Regions from separate parts of the Mus musculus genome. Here regions 2 and 3 are each linked to region 1. A link is a contact called in public promoter capture Hi-C data. All regions are on one chromosome and are shown on one strand. Each heading gives the region's core, a stretch centred on a gene start, on an enhancer-like site or on the middle of the called end of the contact. The rest is flanking DNA. Distances are from core to core; before and after follow the strand shown.

The links. Promoter capture Hi-C pulls out the DNA fragments that hold promoters and counts their contacts.
Region 2: a promoter capture Hi-C map of liver shows a contact between it and region 1, with 2.2 times the contacts expected there. The contact joins the promoter of Kansl1 here to the promoter of Map3k14 in region 1. A contact is called at or near these places in 3 of 39 promoter capture datasets (liver and neutrophils) and 1 of 115 datasets of contacts at active chromatin or transcription factors (astrocytes).
Region 3: a contact with region 1 is called in a promoter capture Hi-C map of liver, with 5 times the contacts expected there. The contact joins the promoter of Mettl2 here to the promoter of Map3k14 in region 1. A contact is called at or near these places in 2 of 39 promoter capture datasets (liver and pre-B cells).

The regions. Positions count from the first base shown.
Region 1 is chr11:103,265,739-103,270,391 of GRCm38.p6, reverse strand. Map3k14 (mitogen-activated protein kinase kinase kinase 14) reads left to right here and starts at 2,991. Exons shown (of 16, transcript NM_016896.3): 1 at 2,991-3,054.
Region 2 is chr11:104,439,158-104,443,687 of GRCm38.p6, reverse strand. Kansl1 (KAT8 regulatory NSL complex subunit 1) reads left to right here and starts at 1,368. Exons shown (of 15, transcript NM_001372459.1): 1 at 1,368-1,963.
Region 3 is chr11:105,125,104-105,129,499 of GRCm38.p6, reverse strand. Mettl2 (methyltransferase like 2) reads right to left here and starts at 3,075. Exons shown (of 9, transcript NM_172567.3): 1 at 2,894-3,075; 2 at 2,633-2,724; 3 at 425-759. The coding sequence starts at 3,003.

The DNA of each region.
Region 1 (4,653 bases), core at 1,742-4,241:
GATAGGGTCTTAGGTAGCCCAGGCTAGCCTCAAACTCACTCTGTAGGTAAAGATGGCATTGAACTCCTGATCCTCCTGCTTCCACTTCTGGGGTGCTGGGATTACAGGCATGTGCCACTGTATCCAGCAGATTTCTGTCCTTAATCTCTTAAGAGCCAGAAGCTGAGGAACGAGAGCAAAGGGTAATAATGACGCATGGGTGTGAGGAGGCTGTGATGCAACCCACTCTTTTGCATGATGACATTAAGAATTCATTTTTTTACAAAGAGAAATGTAAACAAACAAGAACAGATGCTGAGCTGGCCATAGTACATGTCTACAATCCCCAGACTGGAGAAGTGATGGCTGGAAGACGTGAGGGGGCAGCCTGGGCTAAGTAGGGAATTATAGGCCATAGACACCTTACTTAGGAACAAATAGGGAATTATAGACCTTACCTAAAAAAATAACAACAATAATAAATAAGGAAGTATAGGCTACAGAGACCTTACTTAGAAAAGGAAGAAAAATAAAAATGATCAGACTGTAGCTCCATAGGAGATTACTTGCTTGGGATATGCAAGGCCCTGGAATTGGATCTTCAGGTCTACAAAACAAACAGACCCTGCTGTTGTCTTTTGTTTTTTGTTTTTTCAGATTGGCATAGTCTTACTCTCGTGTTTCCAAACCTGAAATAGATGGGTCTGTGAAACCCCCTGAGTACTGAGAGGCCAGCACTGCCCCAGGTATGAGTCACCCTGCAAATGTCAATTATTTTATTTAAAGCTGAGCTGAAGTTGCACAAGTGACTCAAGGGCTCAAAGCCTGCCCAGACTGTCGTGTCTTAGAGCAGGAGGAAGTCAATTTTGCCCAAAGCTCTCCTAGTGGGTGGGTATTTCGAGAGAGGAGAGGGATGTCTGTGTTCCACCTCACCCTCTGGAGAGAGACAGGAGAAAAGTCGCTGAAACCAAGAAGCAAGCGCTGCTTTTCCCTAATACTTTTCTTGCTAATGAGTCTATTGGTTTGTCCCCTGACCACCCCCCCCAACACACCTGCAAGCTGACCCTTCTGCAGACCTTTGAGTCAACATAAGAATTGAGTCTGTTCTCACTAACACATCCTATTGAGTGTAGGCTTAAAGAGCAACCATCCCAATGGACTAGACAACACACAAAAGGGACCCAGGGCCAGAGACTCTGGTTGTCAAAAAAAAAAAAGGAGGGGTGAGAAGGAGATGGCAAAAGTGAGCTAGCCCTGCAGGGAGCGTCTGCAGATTCTGGGCCTGTTGCCCACATCTTTCCTGAGAAGTGCTTTGCCCAGCGGCAAACAGGTGGTGGGAGGGAAAGACAGACACCCAAGAGACCTGATACCAACCTGTACATCTGGCCCAGCTCTGCCTCTCTCTCTGAGTCAGAGATGCCAAGCCCTAGGGGTGAGAGGAGCGTTTTTTAGAGGCCCCCAGCCCTTTTTATTTTCTTGCCTTACCATCTCTCAGCTGGCCACTAGCAAGATATGTCCCAGAAACTGACATATAGGTTCTGCATATACTGAAGTATAGGCTCAGTGCAAGTCACAGCCAGAAAGGCTTCCAGGGACAACTCTTGACACGGTTGACACTAACGTAACAATGGACTATGGGCAACTGCAGGCTTTGCTCTAACATATTTCTGGCCCAGGGGAGAGGGGTGAGTCTCTCAGGTTCTCATCTAGTTGGCTTTGTTTCCACATAGAAGTCAGGCTATGCAGCTCAGACTAGCTTCAAACTTGTCATCCTCCTGCCTCAGCCTCCTGAATGCAGGCCAGGTTGTGGGGTTTCCACATTGTCTAAATGAATGGCCTTTCTCGGTGTCCAACAACAGATGTCGGCTTGAACTTGTCTCCAGAAAGAAGCTAGGTCTGCAAAGTGGTCACAAGCAGACAGTGGTCTGGCCCTGGCTCAAACCTTTCCAGACAGGCCGTTCCTTATTTCTCAAACCAGCCAAGAATATGGCTGCCACTCCCACCATACCACCAGTCCCTGCATCTGCAGTTAGGATTCCTTGCAGAGTCTCTAAGGTCGCAGCGCATCTTTTATTCTGGAAACATTTTTTTAAAAAACACATATTTGTAATTTCTTATTACCAGTAAACAGAAGCTTGTGGTACAGTAGGAAGCCCATTAGCAAAGTTAGAAAAGAAAAAAAAAATCCATAAATTCCCTACACTCTTTCCCGGCCCCATAAAAAGGGCACTGTAGAGAGCACGTTTTCAAAGACCAAGTCTTCCTGACTCTGTAGTTTAGAATGGATCCCGTGCTCAGCACACACACCATGAAGCTTCTCGGGGTGGAAGGAGACTGTACCACATCTGCACACTCCCTTAGAGCGTTTCAACACCCGGTCTGTCCTACATAGGCCTTTGGCTCCCCACACTTCTCGAGGGTAGGCAGAGCAACCTCATCTCCACACACTTTACAGAACCGGGCTCACTCTACGTGCTCCATAAAAATGTTTCTGGCCCCACCAGGCCCCCACGAAGCAGCCTCGCCCTCAAGCAGAAAGCAGAGAAACCCAAGACCTCAGAGCGAGAGCGCCCCGCCGTCTCCAAGGTAACCAAAGCCGAAGCCGGGAATGCCCACGCATGCGTACAGTCGCCCTTCCTTCCCGTAACCTCAAAAAGAATGCAGCCCGTAAGATTTGCCAGAAGGCGAGAGCGCATGTGTAGTTCAACCAACACCCTGGCCTCCTTCGCCTACAGACCGCCCATCCACCCAGCCTTCGGCGCTGGATACCCTGGCCGGAAACAGTGCCCATTTTGGGGAGGCCTCGCTAGCCAATCGCTGCTGAGGAGTGGCCGGCAGGCCGACCGGATCAAGGCGTTTTATTGGCTAACTTATAGGAATGGGTGGGATCAAGGGTCGCGGTGCGGCCAAAGAAAGGAGGCGGGAAGCTAGCAAAGTCGCAGCCACGGGGGGAGGCGTGGCCCGGGGCGGGGATAGGCACGGGGGCGTGGTCGAGGAGGGGCAGCAGGGGCCCGGAGCGATCGCTGGCCAGCGAAGCGCCACACTCGCTTGTTTGAGGACAACGGCGCTCCGCCGGTAGGTGACTGGGCAGAACCCCGAGTCCTAAAGCGGGACGCCGAGGGAGCGGGCGGGGAAGGGGCGCCTCCCAGGCGGGGACTGGGTTGCAGCCGGGCTGTCCACGAGGGATGGCTGGGAGGGGTGGCCGGGTGACTACGGTCTAACCCGCTCGCACGCTCAGCGCCATCAGCGCCACGCTCGAAACGCCGTGCTCGCCTAGAACCTCCAGGCCGCGCACCCACGGGTCACACGCTTGCCCGGAACGCGCGCGGGTACTGTCTGCTTCCCTTTCCCCAACATCCGTGCCATCGAGTTCAGCCGCCCTACTGGCAGACCTGGCTCCTAAGTGTCCCCCAAGAGAAGGTGATCGCTCCACTGCCCTAGCAGTGACATGAGCAGCCTTTCCCTTTGAACTGCTTGGGATCACTTGTTCTGAGAGGATCACTGCTCTGGGCACTCAGTAGAGCAATGCTAGTCGCTGATGGTGCTGTCCTCCCTCCTCGATGGTCCTTACCCTTCTCTAATTCTGTGTTCTACTCGGAACTTTTGGAATCTGTTTATATGTACTAGTCCCGTCCTGGAAGCTCTTCCCGGCTCTGGCAACTTTCAGCCACCTGTCACCAAGTGAAAAGAAACATTTGTCTGAGGCAGAGATTCCCACCTGCTTTGGAACCTCATCATGTTCATTAACTTCAGACCTCCCCCCCTCCACTCCCCACCCCCCAGTTGAGATTAAAAGATGGCTGACAGCCCTAAAGGATGGATAGGGGTGTGCATGGGCTGTCAAGTGGATGAGTGGAGAAAAGTTTCAAATATCAGTGTCTTAATGACATGTTGTTGTTGTTGTTGTTGTTGTTAATTGGAGACAATGAACACTAATGACTGGATTAAGGGCGCTAAAAGAATGAACTGAACGAGGAGTGGCACCATGACCAGTGGACTTCGGAACACTGGCGAGTATCTAGAAACATAGTCTCTCTGAAAGATTAGAGGATTGTTTCCTAACTTCAGTTCTGCAGGGTTTTGCTTAGTAACTTTCCCATTTAGTGGTAGGTGTGGTCAGATGCATAGACTGTTGTCCAGTTGGTAAGCGAAGTACCTGAACCAGGTGTGAGGGATGATATGCCTCGTCTGTGGCCTCAGAGCCATGAGTGAGGGTGAGTTCTCCAGATCCCTGAATAAGAACAGCATAACCTAACTTTGATAGAGAAAGGGGGGGGGGTTGGGGTGATCTTTTTGCTGTTAATGTGAGAGGATGCTTTGAAGACTCTTGACTTGCTTATGATGTATGTGTGTATTTCCTCTTGTATTTAAAGTGATGTCAAAGGCAATTCCTTTGGATGGATGCCAGCTTTATGAGTTTTTCAGACGCCCTTAAGACATCTTGAAAACTAGGCATGGTGGCACACACCTGTAATCCATCACTGGGAGGCTGGGACAAGGAGGATTTGTTGTGACTTTGAAGCCTGTCAGGGCTTCATAGCAAGGCCCTGTCTCAGAGCACCAGAGAGGAAAAAGAAAGAAAGAAGACATCCTGATTTATTTGGAAGAGTGTGATAAATTTCTCAGAACAGCTCATAATAATAGTTAGTATGTCTGACTTTAATTTTAGAAATA
Region 2 (4,530 bases), core at 119-2,618, 1.2 Mb before region 1:
GAGAAATATAGATGCAGATACTGCAGAAACTTGTTGAGTTAGAGACTTTGTGGGCTAATGAAAACTGGTCTATAACAATAGTTTTTTTTTTTTGAGGAGCTGAAGTGACACATAACACCGGATACTGGTTTGGTAAACCACACAAAGTATTGAGCATTTTACATCTTCCTTTTGGTAGACTCTACTCTTCTCATCTGCTGAGCTTGGTGATTTAGTTGTTGGAACAAGTTTTATGCTATTTGATTTTGGTGAGTCCTAATAATCTTTGGACATGGTTAGCTTTAAAGGGTGGTGGATTTGTACTGTGTAATGTGTCACTTTGCGTTATATTAAGTTTTCTAAGTCCAGAAAATGTTCTCTGATATTAAACCTTATTTGGGAGGAAGGAACCGATATCGTGCTGACAAACTAGAGTCAAGAGTAATTAGGTGCCACTACTTTTAAGTCAACGCTGGTAAGAACATGACAGGTTTGCTTTTGTTGTTCATTGTTAAACTTTTAGCGGGTCTGTGAACTTTAATTTGGTAGTAGCAGGAAACAAAAAAATTACTGTGTAATGAATGCGTTTTTGCCTATTTTGGCGGATCTGACAAATCAAGAAGCCTAAAACAACACGCGGGCTTAACGAAAACTACAGTTCCCAGCGGGCCCGGCGCTGGTGGGCCATCATTTCCCCTCTAGCTCCCAGCTGCCCCTGCCCGGGCTAGCCCCGAGTCGGTCCTAGCTCGCGCCTGCGCAATGGCGTCCGCTTATTTTTTGGTTTGGCGGCTGCAGAGCGTGGCGCTAGGGCTAGCAGCCAGCCGTGTGCTGCAGTGTACAGAGCAGGGTGTAGGACAAAGGGCGGGTGGCAGGGACCGCGTCACTGGTCAGGGAGCTTCCTGCCCGTCTCAGAGCACGGTTGGCCCTGGGGTAGTGTGGCCGCAGCAGCTTCTTCATTCACTGCACACACAGTTCTTCGCTCACGTCCTCTAGCTCTGCTGTGTCAGTCCGCCCTCCCCTCAAACCGGCGCGCAGCACCGCCAGCCACAGAGCCGAGGGAATGTGACGGCATCAGCGCCTCAGGTTAGCCTCACCTCGATCGAAGCGAGGGCCCCGCGTCGCTTGCCGCAGTGCCGCGTGTCGCTGCCGCACGTATCAGGCACCAGGCACCGGTTTCCGCAAACAGAGGCGCAGAAGCAGCGGCCGCGGCTAGGAGCCATGACTGAGGCGGCGGCGGCCGCGCCTCCTGGCAGCCCGCGGGGGCGGCGAGGCGGGCGCCCCCTGGCGGCGCGCCGGGGCGGAGCGGCCCGCCGCAGCCGCAGCCGGCGGAGGCGCTGCTGTCCCTCCTCCCCGTGTCCCCGGCACTCGCCCGCTCGCTTGCTCGCTCCATTCTCCCTCCGCTTCAGATTAAAGGGGGGGAGGGAAAAGGAGCTCGGCCGCCATTTTCCCAGTGCCGCCGCCGCCACCGCCACCGCTCGCTGAGCCGGCGGGAGAACCAAGCGCCGTAGCGAAGCCGACTCGTCTCGCCGCGGCGGCTTGGGGGGCGGCCGAAGTGCGCTCCCCGGCCGGGAAGAAGCTCCCGGGGTGGCGGCCGGGGTGCGGGCGCGGGCTGCAGACGGCGGCGCTTGTTTGTGCGGGGCGGGGGGGGCAGCTTTACCCTCTGCCCCCGCCCGCCCGGGGCTGCGGTCCCCGCCGTGCCCAGGCCGGGTCGGAACGGAGGAAGGCCGGAGAAAGGGCCCGAAAGAGAAGAAAAAGCAGCCGCTCCCCGCCGCCGCCGCCTTCCCCTCCCCCTCCGCCTCGCCCCCCCGCCCGGAAAGTCAGGGCGGCTCCGGGCGCCGGGGGGGAGGAGAGCGGCGGGCCGGGCCGGAGCAGCAGCCGCGCGCCCCCGCCCGCTGGTCCTCGGCGCCCAGGCCGGGGGGCTGTTTGCAAACTGCGCCCATTTTGTGGGGCCGAATCCGCCCGGGCTACGCTCCTCCATCACGTGGTAGGTGCTGCTGCTGCTCCTTTCCTCCTCCTCCCGCTGCCCTTTCTCCTTCTCCTCGCTCTCCCTGTGGTTCCCATTTCTCCCTCTCTTTGTTAGTTGTAACTAGAAAGGCTGGGCAGGGGAAGAAAAATCCCCGGAACTTTAAATGGCCTCTCCGGGCTTCCCCGCTGCGGGTCCGGGCTGGGAGTCGCCCCAAGGGCGGGGGTGTGCGGGGGCCCTTCCCCACCAGCTGCCGCCTCGTTCGCTGGGCTTTCCTTTGGCGTTCTATTTAAAAAGGCGGCCTGGAGAACCTGGTTTATTTCCGAAAAAAAAAAAAAAAAAAAGCAAAAACAAAAAGACCAAAAACAAACTCTTGCTCTCGCCTTGAACTTCTCTTGACTGCAAAAGGTCTTTCTTTGCTCAAACACATCTTGCATGTCTGTCTCACGGTTTGTATCACAACTCTGATTGTTAACATTTTTTGTTGCTTAAATATTGAGGTCATTTGCGTTTTCGGATCTAGTCTCAGGCAGCCCTTTTTTTCAACTAAAGAGGAAGAGGCATTTATTTGCTTTTAAGTGAGTTGGAATCTTACTGCTTTTGGGGGGGCCTGTTTTCGGACTGACGGCCTTTGATTCTCAGCAAATAGTTTATAATTGTTTTCCGTATTGTAAACAATCTTACTCCCATGTTTTACCTAGAAATCCTTTTGTTTTCCAATGTTGGAATCCCAATGTGGATTTTTAGAGAAACTCGTTACTTAACTATTGCTTATTGATTGCCTTAGGGGAAAAGGGGTGACATGATGGCGCCACTTTAAATTGCTCTTTCCTCCGCCTGTTTTTTCCTCCTTTATCCTGGAGGTCACTGGAGCATTTTCCGTGACCTATTAATAAAACCGCACTTGAGGGTGTTAGCTGTACAACTCTTAGGGGTTAGAATTTGGTACCTTAAAGATTGAGAAACCCGAATCCTGCAGTCCCCAAAGTTAAGAGAAATCTCGCTAGTCCTCCAACCTAGCTTTCCTCCCCTCCATTCACAATCCTGGTGTTGCCATATCCTTCGTCACGTGGCTAGCAATCATTGTGGGGTTTTGTTTGTTTGTTTGGGGGGGTGTATGTTAATATTTTAAGCTGTAGCCAAGTAAGTGTCCCTCTGCCCATTAGAGAGATCACAATGCTCTAGGGTTTTTTTTTTTTAATACATTCGGAGAACATTTTAAAATAAACGATAAAATTACATAATCCTTGCCTTGCATAATCATGATATAGTTACAGAACTTCTTCTCAAAAGTACTTTCAATCAAGTAGGAAAATCGTTATATTAAAATGATTTCTGTTTCTTAGACTGGTCTGCAGTTTATATTTCCCACCCCACCTCCCTTTTTTGTTTTTGTTTTTAAGGTCATTTGAAGTACCAGTATTTACAAAAGCATAAAGTGGGCGTGTTTCCCTTTCCTCTCTTCTATGGGCTGTACTTGGTTTCTTGTCTTATTCTCCTACCAATTTAGAAATTTTCAATTAACTGCAGCTGTTGTCAGTTGAGACTTTTTTTTTTTTTTCTTCTGACAGTGGATACTTTTGATGTGTTTCTTTGTTGCATTTTTGATAGAGAAGTTTTTAATTCTAGTTTTCCAATCTTCTTACTTGGTTGTTATAACTTCTTGTAAATATTAACTATAAAATGCTAAAGTACATTTTTTTCTTTTTCTAGGTAAGTTACTAGCTTCAAAAAGTAAATATAAAATGTAATTCTTGAGTATGATTGATCTGTTTTCTCCTGATGTATGTTATCAATGGCTTGGGCCATTTTCTTTGCTAACAGTTACATCATGTCATGTGATAGGTGCAGTGTGATGTGTTGCTCTAAAAATATTGCGAGGTAAAAATGCTCATCCTTTGGAAATTTAAACAATGTATTGTAACTATTTGGTAACGACCCTTAGTCATGGAATCCTGAATTAGATTTCCACTAGGTTTAGCCAACCAAGTGTACAGTTCTTTTGACCTTTAGAATATTTGATTTGATTTGTTAGTGACCTCAGAACTTGAGGTGGTTTGACATTATTTTTGAAGTGTGATCTACTTGGAACCATTAACAATCACATAGATTCTTAAAATCTTTATTCTGATGAAGGTAGTTATTTAATTAAGTGTATGTGATGATTTGTTTCTGTACACAAAAGTCATCAGTTCTATGCAGATTTTGAGATAAATTGGAGGTTTGGTTTTCCTACCTATAGGAATCTGCAAGTATTGGGTTGCTGCATCTTTCATGAAAACCCAATTCAGACCAGTAGTGTCTTGACTTTCATGTTCATGTAATATTAAATCTGCAGAGCACTCTTTGATTTTTAGATAATTTACTGTCCTGTTAAGGAAAATTCTGGAAGCTAGAAAACAGTTTAATTTATTTGAACTTTAAGGTGAGAAGAAAGAATATTGTATTTTTTTTTCTCCTTCAGATACCACCAATGTCTTTTTTTCTCTAGTAATGCTACACTGTAATCAGTGTTTCTGTATAGTATAGCCCCTGGATTTTGACCAAATCTAGTTTGGCCACAGATTTTAATTACTTTTACAGTGAAC
Region 3 (4,396 bases), core at 1,826-4,325, 1.9 Mb before region 1:
GCTATTTTGCAACGTTCCTTACAGTTAGACCAAGTACTCCTTTACTCTAGGAGTGACATGAGCTTACGAGATTAGTTCAGTGGTAAAGAGCTAATCTGTTTGAGGCCTTGGGTTCAACTCCCAGCACTGCCCCCCCTCATGGCAATGGATTTAATTCAAGTTTTACCAGCTCTAGAATTAGCTTCCAGTGGAGTTGGTAGGCCCTTGTATATGAATTTCCCTGATAGTAAGCACCTAGGTATTTTCTCGGTTTAAACAAACAAACAAACAAACAAACAAACAAGGGTGACCATTCCACGCTGATATGATGCTCAAATCTAGCCAAGTTGATCTGACAGAAGACACTCTGGGTCACCCTTTCTAGTCTATCTGCGAGTAAAATGTGGCATCTTCACTAACTCTATTATTCGAAAAATCAAGTTACCTCAAGTATTCGGTAGGTGGCAGAGGAGCCAGGAAATTCCTCACCACTAATTTCTAGGTGACCGAGCTTCTGAGTCACTGGCTCTTCCAAGGGAGGCACCTGAGTCTCACATCCAGGGCTGGCACAAGAACACTTGTGCTGTTCTGCTGTCAAGCCAGGTCCGTCCTCACAGACGTCACTCCTCTGCTTCTCCAAGGGTACACCCGTCAGGTGACTGTGGCTAGGTGCCAATTCAGGGAACTCAGTAAAAAGCCAGTGTCTATCCTTGAAAAACCCATTTTCATGGATTCTGTAGAAGTCATCCCAGTATTTATGGGCATTGACTTCATAATCAACTGCAAACATTTAAGAAAGAATATTAAACGTCAGTCTCAAATATTTTATTTATATCTAATGTCAACTGTCCTGCATCACCAAATGTCGTTTTATCCAGAAGTATGCTTAAGAACAGTCATAGTCTCAGAACTGGACACCTCCACTGGTAATCATCTTGCTATCTATCTTACATTAAGGTCATTCACTTTTCATCCCCAGGAAACCCAGCTTCTGCTGGAACCACCAGACAGGGAGTTAGCTACCCATCATTTTCCTCACACAGCTTTGGATGGCCTTCAACTACAGGAAAATTATGAAATTAAGCAAATCCCTAGCATTGCACAGAAGTAAAGACCTAATTCTTCTTGGTTTCAAGGTTCTACTCGTCAGGGACAGACAGGTTCTTTGGTGTGTGTGGTAATTATTTTCCCTTGTAAGTTTTTTTTTTTTTTTTTTTTTTTTTTTAAATTTACAAGCTAAATGTCCCAGGTTCTTTGGACGTTTGTATACATTCAGTGACTGTCATCCACGAAGCTTTTCAGAAGGCATGTTCCTGCTTCTTTAGAATGCAGGGGCCAGGCACAAAGTCAAGATTGCTAATGAATACTAAAATAAATAACCAGAAAACACACAAAACTAGACAATGGGAAACTGCCTTCCAGAAGCAAGAAGAGTTTTGATTAATCAGGAGACTGATAGGGGCTCTTTTTCTGCTCGTTGTCAACACAAGAGACCTGGACTAGAATTGATGAAAGAATAAAAACCTGAGAAATTGGAATCCACCACTGACTGCTTACCTCTAGGCAAAGCACTTAAGGCCCCGTGGTCCAAGTTTAATCGTTTTGGAGACTAGATCACCCTATGCTGCCCAGGATGGCCTCCAATTCAGTGATCCTTCTGCCTCAGCCTCCCACGGAGCTGAGTCTACAGGAATACACCACTGCACTTGGCTAACTGGTCCTTTAACTGCGAAAAGAGGATACTGGGCTACATGATTTTCAAAATCCCTCTCAACTCTACGAAGCTTTATCTAGTCTTATCTACCTAACAATGCAGGCAGGGTGCCTACTTTGCAACTGGAATATATACATATACTTATTTTTGAGACAAGCTCTCATGCAGCCCAGGCAGGAGTGGAACTCTACGTAGCAAGGATGCTCTTGACCCCACTCAACCTCTTGTCTCTGCCTCCCAAGAGATTACACCCCTACATCTTAGGAGGTACGTGCCTGGCCAGTGACCTCGGTACTATAGAGAAACTATCAGTGCTTATTATCATAACCGATGAGCCATCTCTCCAACCCCCTGATGCCTATTACCTTAAAGTTCCAGGTTTACTTTCAAACGCCTCCTAGAAACAGGGACAACCAGTTCTAGTATTTTATAAAGGAATTATTCTTGTCTTCGGAAATGACCTCTTTCGCTTTGAGCAGACTCGTCTCTCCACTCTGCTGCACGCATCTTTCTTTGGTAGAAGTCCCACATCTCCAAACCCAACACCTCAAGAAAAGATGTTATGATCTAATCCTCTCCTCCCACAGTACGTTAGGATCCGACCACATCAATCTAGCTCTGATGGAAACGTCCCAGCAGAAGGTAAACTGTAGAAGCTACCCTAAGATGACTGAACGACTTTACGGTTGCCACAGGCCAGCCACATCAACGCGACACTCGTAGAACTAGAGAGTTCAACAACAACAACAACAAAGTCCAACCCCAATGGCTTCAAGACTTTGTTAGAAGACAGCCCCTTTGCCTCCTAACCCGTCCCCTCCCCGACCCGTTCTGGGCCGGAGTTCTCCATCAGGTCAGTGATAAAACGATCCCGGTGCCCCCATTTTTCTTGCCGTCTGGAGGAGGCGCGTCCCACACTGCGGGCACAACGGAGCGCACCTTGCTTCTCCGGGCACACCAGCGGGGAGCTGTTCTCCTGCACTTTCCTCTCCGCCGCCGCGGCCTGCTCCTCGGACCACTTCACGTTGTCCCTGTGAAAACCAAACGGGCAGCTTCAGGCCCACCGGTCCCGGACCCGGGAACGTCGGTCCTCGGGAGGCGAACGCTTCAGCTACCGCCGCGGGAGGAGGGCCAGCGGGCAGGGCTTTTCTCCAAGTGCTCCGGGCTGGCGAAGAGCCGGGCGAGATGCAGGGCAGTTACCAGGCATTGTGATGGAAGACGCGCGCCGGGTCGCTCAGGAACCGGTGCCCGAACTGCGGTCTCTTCCCGTCCTCGGTCTCCGGCACGCCTTCAGGGAAGGAGGCCGCCATGACACCGGAGACGGAAACGCCTTCTCTTCCCGAAGGCGAGGACTTCCTGTGGGCCACGCCCCTTCCGGAAGTAGCGTCACTGGGAGGGAAGATGGAGGGCGGGGCGGGGCGGGGCGGGGCGGGGCGGGGCGGGGCGGGGCGGGTTCCAAGTGATTGGGAAGCTCAGCGGAGGCGAGTCCGAAAGGAGTCATTTCTCCCTGGAGATGCACAAGGGCGTGCAGCACGGGGAGGAAGTAGGAGGCTATTCCCTCGAGTACGGTTCCGTGCAGGTCCCAAGATTCCCCCCAGGAAAAGCTTTGACTAGCCGACTGTGATGAGACGTGGTCACCAGACCACAGTCCGCGGGGAGGCAGCGCGTGGGTTTTGAGAGCATGAAGCTTCCGTGTTAAATGACATAACCGACCACACCTCCTTGAAAAGCCAGGCTTAATTGGCACAATAAAAATTGTAATTCGTTCATGCATAGAGCTTGTAATATGTATTCAATTTATTTAAATGTATACATTGTACACTTATATACTATACATATATGTATAAATATTTTAAAACTAATAGTAGGTCACTGGTATATAATTTATAATTGCACATTTTTAGCCTTATATTTTCTATTTAAATAAATTTCCCCTTTATGTGTACGCATGGTTGTGCACCACGTGCATGCAATGCTCATGGAGGCCAGAAGAGGGCACCAGATCTCCTCGAACTGGAGTTACAGATGCTTGTGAACCAACATATGGGTACCAGGGATCAAAATATGGGTCTCCTAGAAGAGTAGCCAGTGCCCTTAATTATAGGGCTCTCCAGGCTCTATAATTTCTTTAGGCTTGGTGGCAGGCAGCTTACTTGCTGTGCCATTTTACCAGCCAGAGTTATTGTTGTTGTTGTTATTATTGTTGTTGTTTTTGTTATTATTTTGATACATTTTGAAGGACTATGTAATTCTGGCTGGCCTCCAGCTCTCTATGCAGATTAAACTGGCCTCAAACTCAGAGATGTGCCTGTCTCTGCCTCTCAAGTACCGGGATTAAAGGCATTCACCATCACATCCAGCTATATGTATTTTTTTTTTTTAATATCATGCTCTTTAAAAGCTGTTAGTGTTCACATTCAACAATCCCATTATATAATTTTTGTGTGTGCAGAAAGCTCATTGTCCTTTTACTTGAAGTTCCAACATTATTTTTAATAAGTGAGCCATTTGAAATATATGGCTGCTTCTCTTTCTCTCTCCTCTCCTCCCTCCCTTCTTCCCCCCCCCCGTGTGTGTTTTAATTATTATTTTCTTTTTAAATATAGAATTCCTCTATATAGCTCTGACTATCTCATAACTCTCTTTGTAGACCAGGAAGGTTTCAACTTCAGAGATCTGCCTGCCTCTGGCTTCTGGGTACTG